3 separate regions of the Sus scrofa genome follow, and all the other regions are linked to region 2. Evidence: chromatin contacts called from public HiChIP or PLAC-seq data. All regions are on one chromosome and are shown on one strand. The core of a region is the stretch at or near the end of the contact, and the rest is flanking DNA. Distances in the headings are between cores, read along the strand shown. Region 1 overlaps LSG1 (large subunit GTPase 1 homolog). Region 2 overlaps ATP13A3 (probable cation-transporting ATPase 13A3). Region 3 overlaps TMEM44 (transmembrane protein 44).

Evidence for each region. HiChIP or PLAC-seq counts read pairs in DNA pulled down with a chosen protein or histone mark.
Region 1: an H3K27ac HiChIP or PLAC-seq map of alveolar macrophages shows a contact between it and region 2. The contact joins two enhancer-like sites. A contact is called at or near these places in 1 of 5 promoter capture datasets (liver), 1 of 47 Hi-C or Micro-C datasets (embryonic fibroblasts) and 1 of 2 datasets of contacts at active chromatin or transcription factors (alveolar macrophages).
Region 3: an H3K27ac HiChIP or PLAC-seq map of alveolar macrophages shows a contact between it and region 2. The contact joins two enhancer-like sites. A contact is called at or near these places in 2 of 5 promoter capture datasets (fetal skeletal muscle and liver), 32 of 47 Hi-C or Micro-C datasets (adipose tissue, alveolar macrophages, blood and 16 more) and 2 of 2 datasets of contacts at active chromatin or transcription factors (alveolar macrophages and skeletal muscle).

What each region holds. Positions count from the first base shown.
Region 1 is chr13:131,647,711-131,651,132 of Sscrofa11.1, forward strand. LSG1 (large subunit GTPase 1 homolog) reads right to left here. Exons shown (of 16, transcript XM_021070074.1): 2 at 1,406-2,458. The coding sequence starts at 1,504. Among named protein-coding and RNA genes, the nearest start is that of LSG1, 4.5 kb to the right of the region's middle. Within about 2 kb of position 1,546, at least 79 of the 83 cell types and tissues checked have an H3K27ac peak or open chromatin away from gene starts, as enhancers often do. A contact at or near this core is called in alveolar macrophages, where this site is marked.
Region 2 is chr13:131,450,486-131,454,338 of Sscrofa11.1, forward strand. ATP13A3 (probable cation-transporting ATPase 13A3) reads right to left here. Exons shown (of 34, transcript XM_021070069.1): 3 at 3,153-3,251; 4 at 2,283-2,456; 5 at 1,507-1,689; 6 at 1,133-1,203. The coding sequence starts at 3,203. Among named protein-coding and RNA genes, the nearest start is that of ATP13A3, 24 kb to the right of the region's middle. Within about 2 kb of position 1,881, at least 2 of the 83 cell types and tissues checked have an H3K27ac peak or open chromatin away from gene starts, as enhancers often do. A contact at or near this core is called in alveolar macrophages, where this site is marked.
Region 3 is chr13:131,594,014-131,597,493 of Sscrofa11.1, forward strand. TMEM44 (transmembrane protein 44) reads right to left here. Exons shown (of 10, transcript XM_021070073.1): 7 at 2,795-2,899. Among named protein-coding and RNA genes, the nearest start is that of TMEM44, 18 kb to the right of the region's middle. Within about 2 kb of position 1,403, at least 20 of the 83 cell types and tissues checked have an H3K27ac peak or open chromatin away from gene starts, as enhancers often do. A contact at or near this core is called in alveolar macrophages, where this site is marked.

The DNA.
Region 1 (3,422 bases), core at 296-2,795, 200 kb after region 2:
GATACAATTGTATACCATTCAGTATGGTAAAATGGAAACCAAAGAATCCTGAAACAGTTACCTTATTACATACAATACACTCTGGAATTTTCTTTAATTCTCTTCTGCAGGAAAAATCTGCCTACTTTCCACCCATTGAACTGAATTCCAAACACAAACCACAGTGTGATAAGATAAACACCATCCTAAGCTATATGCTCTGTACAGGTACAAAGAAATGAAAAAACTGAAGGTTAGAAGGTTAGGCGGTTTGTCCAAGACCAAGGAATCAACAAAAACCGGAACTAAGGATGAGAATTCATTATCGAATTTCCCATTACTTTTTAAATGGTACATTAACAAGTTGCTTCAAAATCAATTAAAATTATCCGTAATCTAAAATCGAGGAGTTCCCGGCATGGGTAAGAGGTAATGAACCTGACTAGTGTCCACGAAGATGTGGATCGTTCCCTGGCTTTGCTCAGGGGGTTAAGGATGCAGCGATGCCATGAGCTGTGCTGTAGGTCACAGATGGGGCTTGGATCCTGGCAGCTGCAGCTCTGATTGAACCCCTAGCCTGGGCACCTCCATATGCTGCAGGTGCAGCCCTAAAAAGCAAAAAAATAAAACAAGCAAAAATAAATAAACTCCAGAGTAACTCTGACTCTCTCATAAATATGCTAAAATCCAGAGCATATTGATGAGCTCTGTATGCTGTTTACTCTGCAGATTACAGATGGAAGTTAGTGTGATGTGCACGTGGATAATTAGGGGCATTTTTGACTCCCCAAAGATTCTTACTGAGAACTTAGCGAGTTCTCAAATAAGTGGGAGAATGAATGCCAAGATGACGAACACAAGTCAAGCTTCATCCCGTTTTCAAGGATCCCCAAAGTATGATCGTTCCCAGGCCCAGGGAACTATTAAGCCCGCCAAATTTTGAAGATAGATCGTTCATCTATGAGTGAAGCCCCTAGGGAATAAAAGGGGCGAAGCAGTTATTTTGTACTTCTGGCACCAACCAGCAGCTCTTGCAGGGTCAATTCTTTGAACAAATGAATACAAAAAGCAGTTTTTGCGACTTTTCTGTGCAGGCTTCCAAAGTTTACAGGGCAAAAACCAAACTCTTACCCTGGCATTCAAGATCTCACTCCAACCTCATCACACTAGACGCCACCTCTGGTGCCTAGCTACTACGGCCTGGTCGACTCTAAGGGACTTGAGTATTTGCGCATTTTGGTAGCCGCTGGGGCAGAGGGGGGCGTTTACCTGAAGTTACCGGAGGACGACAGTACTCATCCTTCAAAACAGTACTTTGGCGTTTCCTCTGGAAAATTACACTGTGACCTCTGACCCCAAGCTTCGCAGGGTTCACACTCTCATAACTAGACAGAAAGACTAAAAAAGATGGCAGGGTCCGTCTTACCCAGGCGTCGGTGTGACGATGGCTACGGCTCCGCTGAACTTGCTGACGGATAAGGGCCCGGCCGAGGGACCCAGCATCTGGCGCTCTCCTCCGACCCATTAGAGCGCAGCCGGGACGCCAACCTTCTTTGCCGGACCCACGCCTGGTTTTTTCGGTATTTAGGTGCGCGATCTCCGGAAGTGATGTATGAGCGAGCCCAAGTAATTAAGGCCCGAAGTTGAAGGGAAACATAATAATTTGTCTCAAATTGCCACTTATTTACCACTATGACAGAAAAAAATATAAAGTGGTCTTGGGACTTAAATTTCTATGTATATTCCTACCAATATCTCATATTTTGATACGTTGATTAAATCAAAAGGATGGTACCTTCCAAGTTTGTGCGTCGGTCTTTAGTGTCCGGTGTGAAACTAGGAGACGTGGAAAAAAGCGGCCGTTCATATTCGCGGTACTAGCTCCGCCTCCCGGCTGTTTCGTCAAAGGAGGAGGGGACCCGGGTGAAGGGTCCCCCCGCTGCGCTAGGGGGCGTTGCTTCCTGGCGCTAGATTTCTGTCCGTGTTCTAAGGTGTGGCCTCGCCGCCTTCACGCCCAGCAACTAAATAGCTTTTTGTTTACTTAGCTTTTCTGAACCGCGATTTGGAGAGAAGAGTCCCTGCCCGGATGGGAGTTCAGAATGGAAAGAGCTTGTCAAAGTTGCAAGGAAAGCCAAAGGGATTTGACCTAAATGCTTTTTTCAAGTAACTTTTTAAAAAAGTTTAAAAGTTAAACCTAGAATTGTATTTAAATTTTCCTGTAAATTAATATAAAGTGAAAACTGTGGCTGGGTTCCACTCTTTGCCACCTGACTTTTGTTCCTCATTTTATCGTTAGGTTTCCCTATGATGAGAATATAAAAAGTCCGGTTAGAGATGTGTGGGTGCTGGGCATTTAGTTCCATCCTCATCAATCAAAATTACCTCAATGTTGTGATGCTCAGAGACGAAGAAGCTTGGCAAGCCAGGGAAAATATTCGGGGTCAGGCATCAAACCCAAGTCTCATTATTTTATTCATTCCTGGGGAAAGGGGAGAACGAGGGCTGTTAGCAAGAATTTTAGAGGCCAGTTCTTCTCAAACTTTGATGTGCATGTGAAGCCCCCTTGGGATCTTATTAGTGCCGGTTCTGATTGATAAGGTCTAGGGTGGGGCGGGCACTCTACTCTTTAAGGTGATGCTGATGATGCTGGTCTGGTGGAAGGCCACTCTGAATAGCAAGAGAAGCCCACTTCCTTCTGGTGCAGATGAAAGCCCTGAAGTGGACTGGGTAAAGTCAGTCCCAGCAAGTTTGGGTCAGACAGAGCTGGGACAACATTCTCCCCTCATCTCTGCATCCTTGCTAAGCCCCACTGTATGCTACCCCTCACTAATGACTTCTGCTGAATTGGAGTGAACTCTGAGAAACCCCCAAAGGACTGTCGACAGTTCATGTAGCAGTTGGCAAGGCTTTGGGAAGGCAGTGCTCGCAGGTGAGAGAAGAAATGCATCAAAACATGGTTTCTCCCATTTCCCAACCTAGGAACAGTATATCTTTAAAAAACCTGAATGTAATCTCCACAAGTAAGATACGGAGAAGACCCATGGAAGAGAATTAGCAATTTCTGTCATTGTCTTGGAATTAAGTATTTAAACATAAAACTAACTCATAAAGTAAGATTCAATGCATTGTATAGTCTAGTCATAATAATAATAATAATATATGATATAAAGACCCCTGCTCTCTCCTTCTTAGATGTCAGTCAGAAACTTATGACTTAGCTTTCATTTCCTTTTCCAGATTTTGTCACCTTCAGAGACTTAGGGAAAAAAAAAAACACGCTTTGGGCTTCTGTTGTTATTCTTACTGTGGGCTCCAAAAAATCTTGACCAAAGTTATAATTTAATCAAGACAGATGGGGTCAAAAAGACACTGACATTGTAAAATTAAAATAGCAGCTACGGGAGTTCTCATTGTGGCCCAGTGGAAACGAATCCAACTAGTAT
Region 2 (3,853 bases), core at 631-3,130:
TACTTTTCCCACTGAGGTTGATTACTTCTCCAAAGGCAGCAGAAATCAGCTCCAAGTCAAATTTTTTAAAAAAACAAAATGTGAGGTCCTTGGCAGTGTTTTATAAAGCAAGCAACGGTTCTTAACTAGGAATGATTTTCAGAACTAAGCATGTGGACTTGTCTTGGTTCATTCCAGAATATTCCAGTTCTTAAATGTCTAAGAAAAAAACCCAGGCATGAATATTTTAAGTGTTCATAAGATAATTCTTTTACTGCTAGTATTAAGAATTCCTGGAGTTCCCGTCATGGCTCAGTGGTTAACAAATCCGACTAGGAACCATGAGGTTGCGGCTTCGATCCCTGGCCTTGCTCAGTGGGTTAAGGATCTGGCATTGCCATGAGCTGTGGTGTAGGTTGCAGACACGGCTTGGATCCTGTGTTGCTGTGGCTCTGGCGTAGGCTGGCGGCTATGGCTCCGATTTGACCCCTAGCCTGGGAACCTCCATATGCCACAAGAGAGGCCTAAGAAATGGCAAAAAAAAAAAATTTCTTTGTCACTCTCAATCAATGGTACTTAGTGACTGTTTATAATAATCACTTTAATAGCAGCAATAAAAATAAAATCCTAATAAACTTAATACTTATATAATTTGAAGCCCTCATAAAAAAATAAATTTTAAGGGATTACTCCAATTCATCCTACCGAAGGCTTATTAAAAAAAAAAAGTCCCATTTTATCCACCTATTGAAGTTAAATTTATGACTGTCTATCACTCCATATCTCAAGTACGAGTGGATGGAACTGTCAACAAATTGAGAGGTGGTAATTCAGATAGTGTGACAGGCTAAAAGGTATACTCAAAATTCACTTTGAGATGAATCCCCAAAAAGAAAAGAACTCAGACCCAAACTGGACTTTGGGAGCATACTGCTTCCAACTTTTATGTGAATTCTGCCAAGGTACAAGTTGCAGGTAGGACTTACTCTAAAATGGTTATTAAGCATTCAAATAACACCAGGGAGTTATTAACAAATAAGTTATGTAATAAAAACCTCTTCAGTTTTTATGTTAACACTAAAATGAATCCTTTTCTATCTAGAACACTTTCAAGATACTCATGATAGAATCCAAACAAAAGAAAAATACTTACTTTAAGAAATCAAAATTGTGAAGGGTATCATTCCAAAAGTATCTTACACTATGGTGTGTGAAGTATCGCATCTGTAGGACATAATAAACACTACATCAAAAGGAGTTACCATCACTTAACAATTAAGTTTACTAACACAGATTTAGCGTATAGTATATCTATTAAAATTAAAGCAATCACACGTGACATGTAATCTGTTTCTTCTAGTAAATAACTAAACTGTTATATATTCTGATAAATAGGTATTTTATATGCATATAACTTTATCTCAAACAAAAATACAATGAAAAACTGAAAGTACAAAATTATAGATTTCCATAAAGCATAGAACAATTCTGATTTTTAAAGAAACTTTGAGACCAAGACCACAATACCTGTTGTGATTGAATCTGTGAATATTTACTGATCTCAAACCTATTTTCTTCAGCCAGATTTTCAGTTAAGTGAACAGCATGGCCATTGGAAATCTTATTAGCCATAGATTTTGGAATTGAAAATGGGGGGGTTTCCAGAGAAAGAAAGCGAATTTTTGCACAAAACCACCTTCTGAATTCATCCTTAAAAGAGAAAGGAATAAGGGTAAAGAATCCATTAGGCATATTACGTAACTACATATATTTGATTTCCATTCTTCACATACTATTATTTACTTATCTCTAATTGAGAAAGCATCACTTCCTACTCACGAAATGCTAAACCATTTCACAAAGATGTGTAATTCTAACAGGAAGTGCTTTCAATTGCTCACCGTTTTATATGCCATACTTCAATGACAGGGTATCTCATAAAAGACTGTAATTTCCTCTTTGACCTATCTATATACTGAGACTAGATATTAAAGCCTCTTATAAAATGCTTCCAATTAGGATTTAAAACAAACAAACAAACAAACCGGGGGTGCAGCAGCATCACTCAGGATATAGTCCTGTTAGGTGATCTTGACAGAACAGCCATCTACCTAATCTCTCAGTGCACCAAGAGCTATGTAAGAGGGTAGAGCTGGTCCTCTTTAAGATTCCTTTGAACTCTAATCATTGGGATAATATTCAATTGAACACAGATACTTTAGAAATATTAGAACTAGCATTCCTCATTATATCCTAGCAGTGATGTTCTCCTCACTTAGCTACCAGTAAATACATGGACTTACAGTAGTCCTCAGCAGCACCACTTCACAGTCTTTAACTGCAGCTCTAACACAGGTCGCCTTCACCCGCCACTCGGGCATCCAATAGAGGAGGAGGAGAAGAAAGCCACCAGTACACACCACTCCTAGAGAAACTATGGCAAGCTTCCAGCGACACAAATTATAGCCATAAACCTCCTGCATGGACACAGTGATCACGTGATTAAATATCAAATGATAAGAGAGGCAAATTCCAAAGCCTTCCTATCTTCCCCCCACACACATACCACAAGAAAAGATGAATTTTATTAAGCTCATTTTAAATTTTTTGTAAGTCAAAATGAGAAATTCTGTTACTTCTTAAATTAACAAGTGAAAAAGCAAACCTCTTTCCTCTCAGTTTTAATAGCTCACAAGGGAAACAGGAACTAGACTTCAATAAGAGATGCCACATAATCCCAATCCAAAAACACAGAATGAAGAAAGGGCACTGATTTAGCTGTTTTTTTTTTTTTTTTTGTCTTTTTGTTGTTGTTGTTGTTGTTGTTGTTGCTATTTCTTGGGCCGCTCCCGAGGCATATGGAGGTTCCCAGGCTAGGGGTTGAATCGGAGCTGTAGCCACCGGCCTACACCAGAGCCACAGCAACGCGGGATCCGAGCCGCGTCTGCTACCTACACCACAGCTCACGGCAACGCCGGATCGTTAACCCACTGAGCAAGGGCAGGGACCGAACCCGCAATCTCATGGTTCCTAGTCGGATTTGTTAACCACTGAGCCATGACGGGAACTCCCTGTATTTTATTTTATTCTGGCAGTTTTTTAAAGGTACTTTTCTACTTCCCTAGAAAAATAAATTCTTCACACTTTATAAGTAAACTATAAAAACCAGTTACCATTTCATCTTCTTGACCCTGGTTGATAGTCTTCCTTTCTTCTTTGTCCATATCTACAATGGTTGGGAAGGTCCTGTGCTTCAGAAGGATTGAAGATAACTGAGGGAAAAGAGAACAAATATTAAGACATTATTCTGTATCTTAGTAGACTATACATGCAACTATATACTACCAGATTTCTTGTTTTGGGGGGGGATTTTTTCATCTTTTTTTTTTTTTTTTTTGTCTTTTGAGGGCCACACCTGCGGCATATGGAGGTTCCCAGTCTAGGGGTCTAATTAGACCTGTAGTTGCTGGCATACGCAGAGCCACAGCAACGCCAGATCTGAGCCGAGTCTGCGATCTACCCCACAGCTCACGGCAATGCCAGATCCTAAACCCACTGAGCAAGGCCAGGGATCAAATCCGAAACCTCATGGTTCCTAGTCGGATTCGTTTCCGCTGTGCCACAATGGGAATTTCAGATTTCTTGTTTTGGTAAAAGTTTAACTGATATGTAAGTAGTCGCTAAAGTGCTACTTCATGTAATTCTCTTGACATGTTCAGTGGTGTGCCAGTTCTTGTACCTGCATGATTTACTATCACAAAACTTGGCATATTTCATTAATTTATACTAGCAATTAGCCTGCTACAAAGCAATTTAAATCCTAAAAGAGGAGTTCCCGTCGTGACTCAGTGGTTAACAAACCCAACTAGCATCC
Region 3 (3,480 bases), core at 153-2,652, 140 kb after region 2:
AGGTTGCAGGTTCGATCCCTAGCCTTGCTCCGTGGGTTAAGGATCCAGCGTGGCCGTGAGCTGTGGTGTAGGTCGCAGACACAGCTCAGATCTGGCGTTGCTGTGGCTCTGGCGTAGGCCGGCAGCTACAGCTTTGATTAGACCCCTAGCTTGGGAAACTCCATGTGCCGCAGGTACGCCCCTAAAAAAAGGACAGAAGACAAAAGACAAAAACAAAAAAAAAGAAAAGAAAAAAAAAAAATTTCTAGGGCCAAGCTTTGCCCAGCTGTTGCCAGGGCTCCCTGGGCCTTCTCCAGGGCTTCCCATCACCCACCCTCCTGTCGGAAGAAGAGCTTTAATGGCCGAAGTGGGTGCTTCATTGTGAAAGCGCTGTTCTGAATCTCCCTGAACTTCGATTATATCACACACAGGTTATTTGCACCCATTTCCAAGAAACAACAAGGAGTAAAACCTAACTCTCTGCCAAACTCTGAGCGCCAGCATGTCCCAAGGGCAACTCAGCAGGGCCATTACCACTGAACTCTGTTCCAAACACACCTGTTTAAAGAGCCCGAGACCGGACACACCAGATCTAGGCAAACAAGACAGACGAGACAAAGTTTATATCCCAGCAGGAAACAAAACAAAAGATCATGATAAAGTGCTTTGCAAGATATTTTAAAAGTTAATAAAGTGATACTGCAGAGGGGTGGAGGCAACTTTTGAATGGGTGGGGGAGAAGGCCTTTGGAGAAGGTAATATTTTAACTGAAATCCTAAAAACAAGAAAAAAGCAGCCATGTTTAAAAAAAAAATCAGGAGGAAGAGAGTGGGCAGAGGAATGGAGAGAAATTCTGTGCAGCCAGAGAGGAGCAAAGAGGGGGAGAATAGGAGGTGGTCAGCGAGGGGGCAAGCCTGGGGCTGGGAAGGTCCTGGAAGTCTGTGTTAGGAGATTCGATTTTATTTTGCGTGAGCTGGGAAGCCAGAGCAGTGTTTTAAGCCAAAGAGGAACAAGATGTAATTTACATGTAAGAGACCCTTCCGGTTGCAAATGGGAGGGGGTGGGACAAGAATACCAGTGAGAGGACAACCAGTTAGGAGGCTCCTGGATCTACTTTAAAAGTATTTACAAGGCTCACAAATGGATGAAATGGGCACGGGCATGACGTGAGGGGAAGAGGGGCTCCGGGTTTGAGCCACTGCACGGGCAATGGTGTCGCTCACTGACAAGGGGAAGATGGTGACAGGAGCCGGAATCCAGAAACCCGTATCGGGCACGGAATGTATGAGATGCCATGTGGTGACGATGAGGAGGCAGCTAAGACTGGAGCTGTGGGAGAGGAAAAGGATGGAGACACAGGCGGGGAAAACGAGCCAGAGCGGGCAGGTAGGGCTGTGGAACGGGAAGAGTGTACACGGAGAGGGAGCCCTCTTGGGGCGAAGCTGCGGTACTGCAACCTTGAAGTGCGCTCGCCAGGAGGAGCTGCAGAAGTGACAGGGAAAAAGACCAGTGAGCCAGCAGGAGTGACAGGGAAAAGACCTGTGCAGGGGAAAAACCAGGACAGCCCAAATCAGAAGAAGCTAGTGGTCAACTGAGTTAAACCTCAACAAGGACAGAAATGACCCCAGGATTTAGCAATAGGGAGGTCACTGTAGCCTCGACAGGAACAGACTTAGTGGGGTGTGGAACATGGAATGGACATCTTGTCACCTCTTTCCCTCTCCTCTCCAAGGCTCTTCCTCCTGGGGACCCACATGCAGGCCAGAGGCATCTAGAGCCCGAGGTCTCTCCAACCCCACAGTCTCACTGCCCCCACTGCTCTACCTGCAGCTCTGCTTCTCCATCTGCTTCAGCCACACTACCTCTCTCCTGGACTTAAAACTGTCCCTCACTGACTCCCTTGCTTCTAGTCTCCTCTCCCTAGTCTGCTCCTCACCCCAACACTGCCTGAGCGATGGCTCTAAAATGCACCTCTGGGAGTCCCCATTGTTGCTCAGTGGAAATGAACCCAACTAACATCCATGAGGATGCTGGTTTGATCCCTGGCCTCACTCAGTGGCTTAAGATCCAGCATTGCTGTGAGCTGTGCTGTAGGGTCAAAGATGTGGATCAGAGGATCTGGCATTGCTGTGGCTGTGGTGTAGGCCGGCAGCTGTAGTTCCAATTCGACCTCTAGCCTGGGAACCTTCATATGCCATACCTGCGGCCCTAAAAAATAAAATAAAATAAATATAAAATAAAATACACACCTGACCTTGAGTCTCTAGTCCTGAAGCCTCCTGGACTCTCACCAGCCTCAGGATGATGGTCAGCTTCTGCACTGTGACTATCTCACCCTTGCCTCCTCTTCACCTTTTTATCCCCAGAACTCCCCTCCATCTGACACCCTCTGTCCCCCATCAAGGCTTTCAAGAAGTCCTTCCGGAGTTCCTGTTGTGACTCAGTGGTTAATGAACCTGACCGGTATCCATGAGGATGCAGGTTCAATCCCGGGCCTCGATCAGTGGGCTAAGGATCCCGCATTGCTGTGAGCTGTGGTGTAGGTTGCAGACGCAGCTTGGATCCCATGTTGCTGTGGCTGTGGTGTAGGCCAGCAGCTCCAGCTCCAGTTCGACCCCTAGCCTGGGAACCTCCATATGCCGCAGGTGCAGCTCTAAAAAGACAAAAAACCAAAAAACAAAAAAAACCTTCCTTTTTTTAATGCTTCCTTGACTTATCCTAATCCTCTGGCAGTTAAGTGTCACCTCCTCCAGGAAGCCTTCCATGACTACCTCCCACCCTTCTGAACACCCAGATTTGGCCCATGGCCACTCACCTGCTGCACTGGCTCAATGGTCAGCTCCATGTAGCGACTGATGGCTGCCATCTTCTTGAGTGGTTTGCAGTGCGGTAGGGTGGTGAGAGGTACCCAATCTGAATTCTTTGAGTGGAGGTGGAGAGACAGAAAGGGGAATTCTTAAAGTCAGGAAACATTTTCTAAAACAAGGTCCCAGGAGTTCCCATCATGGCACAGTGGTTAACGAATCCGACTAGGAACCATGAGGTTGCAACCCTGCCCATGCTCAGTGGTTAAGGATCTGGCGTTGCCGTGAGCTGTGGTGTGGGTCGCAGATAAGGCTCGGATCCTGCGTTGCTGTGGCTGTGGTGTAGGCCGGCGGCTACAGCTCTGATTCGACCCCTAGCCTGGGAACCTCCATATGCCGCGGGAGCAGCTCAAGAAAAGGCAAAAAGACAAAATAAATAAATAAATAAAACAAGGTCCCATTTTCTTCAAAAGAACCCCTACAGTATTTTTTCTGTTCTTCTATGGCACATCTCAGTTTCTGCTTCCTAAAAGATATTTTATGTCTCTCTGAGGTCACAGAAGGTGGGTGGTTCCCAAACTTAGCTACACAGTGGAATTTCCTGGGTTTCTTTCTTTTTTTTTTTTTTTGTCGAGCTTATGGCAGGAGGCCAGAGATGGAAACTGCACCTTATCTGTGACTTGAGCCAGCAGTGACA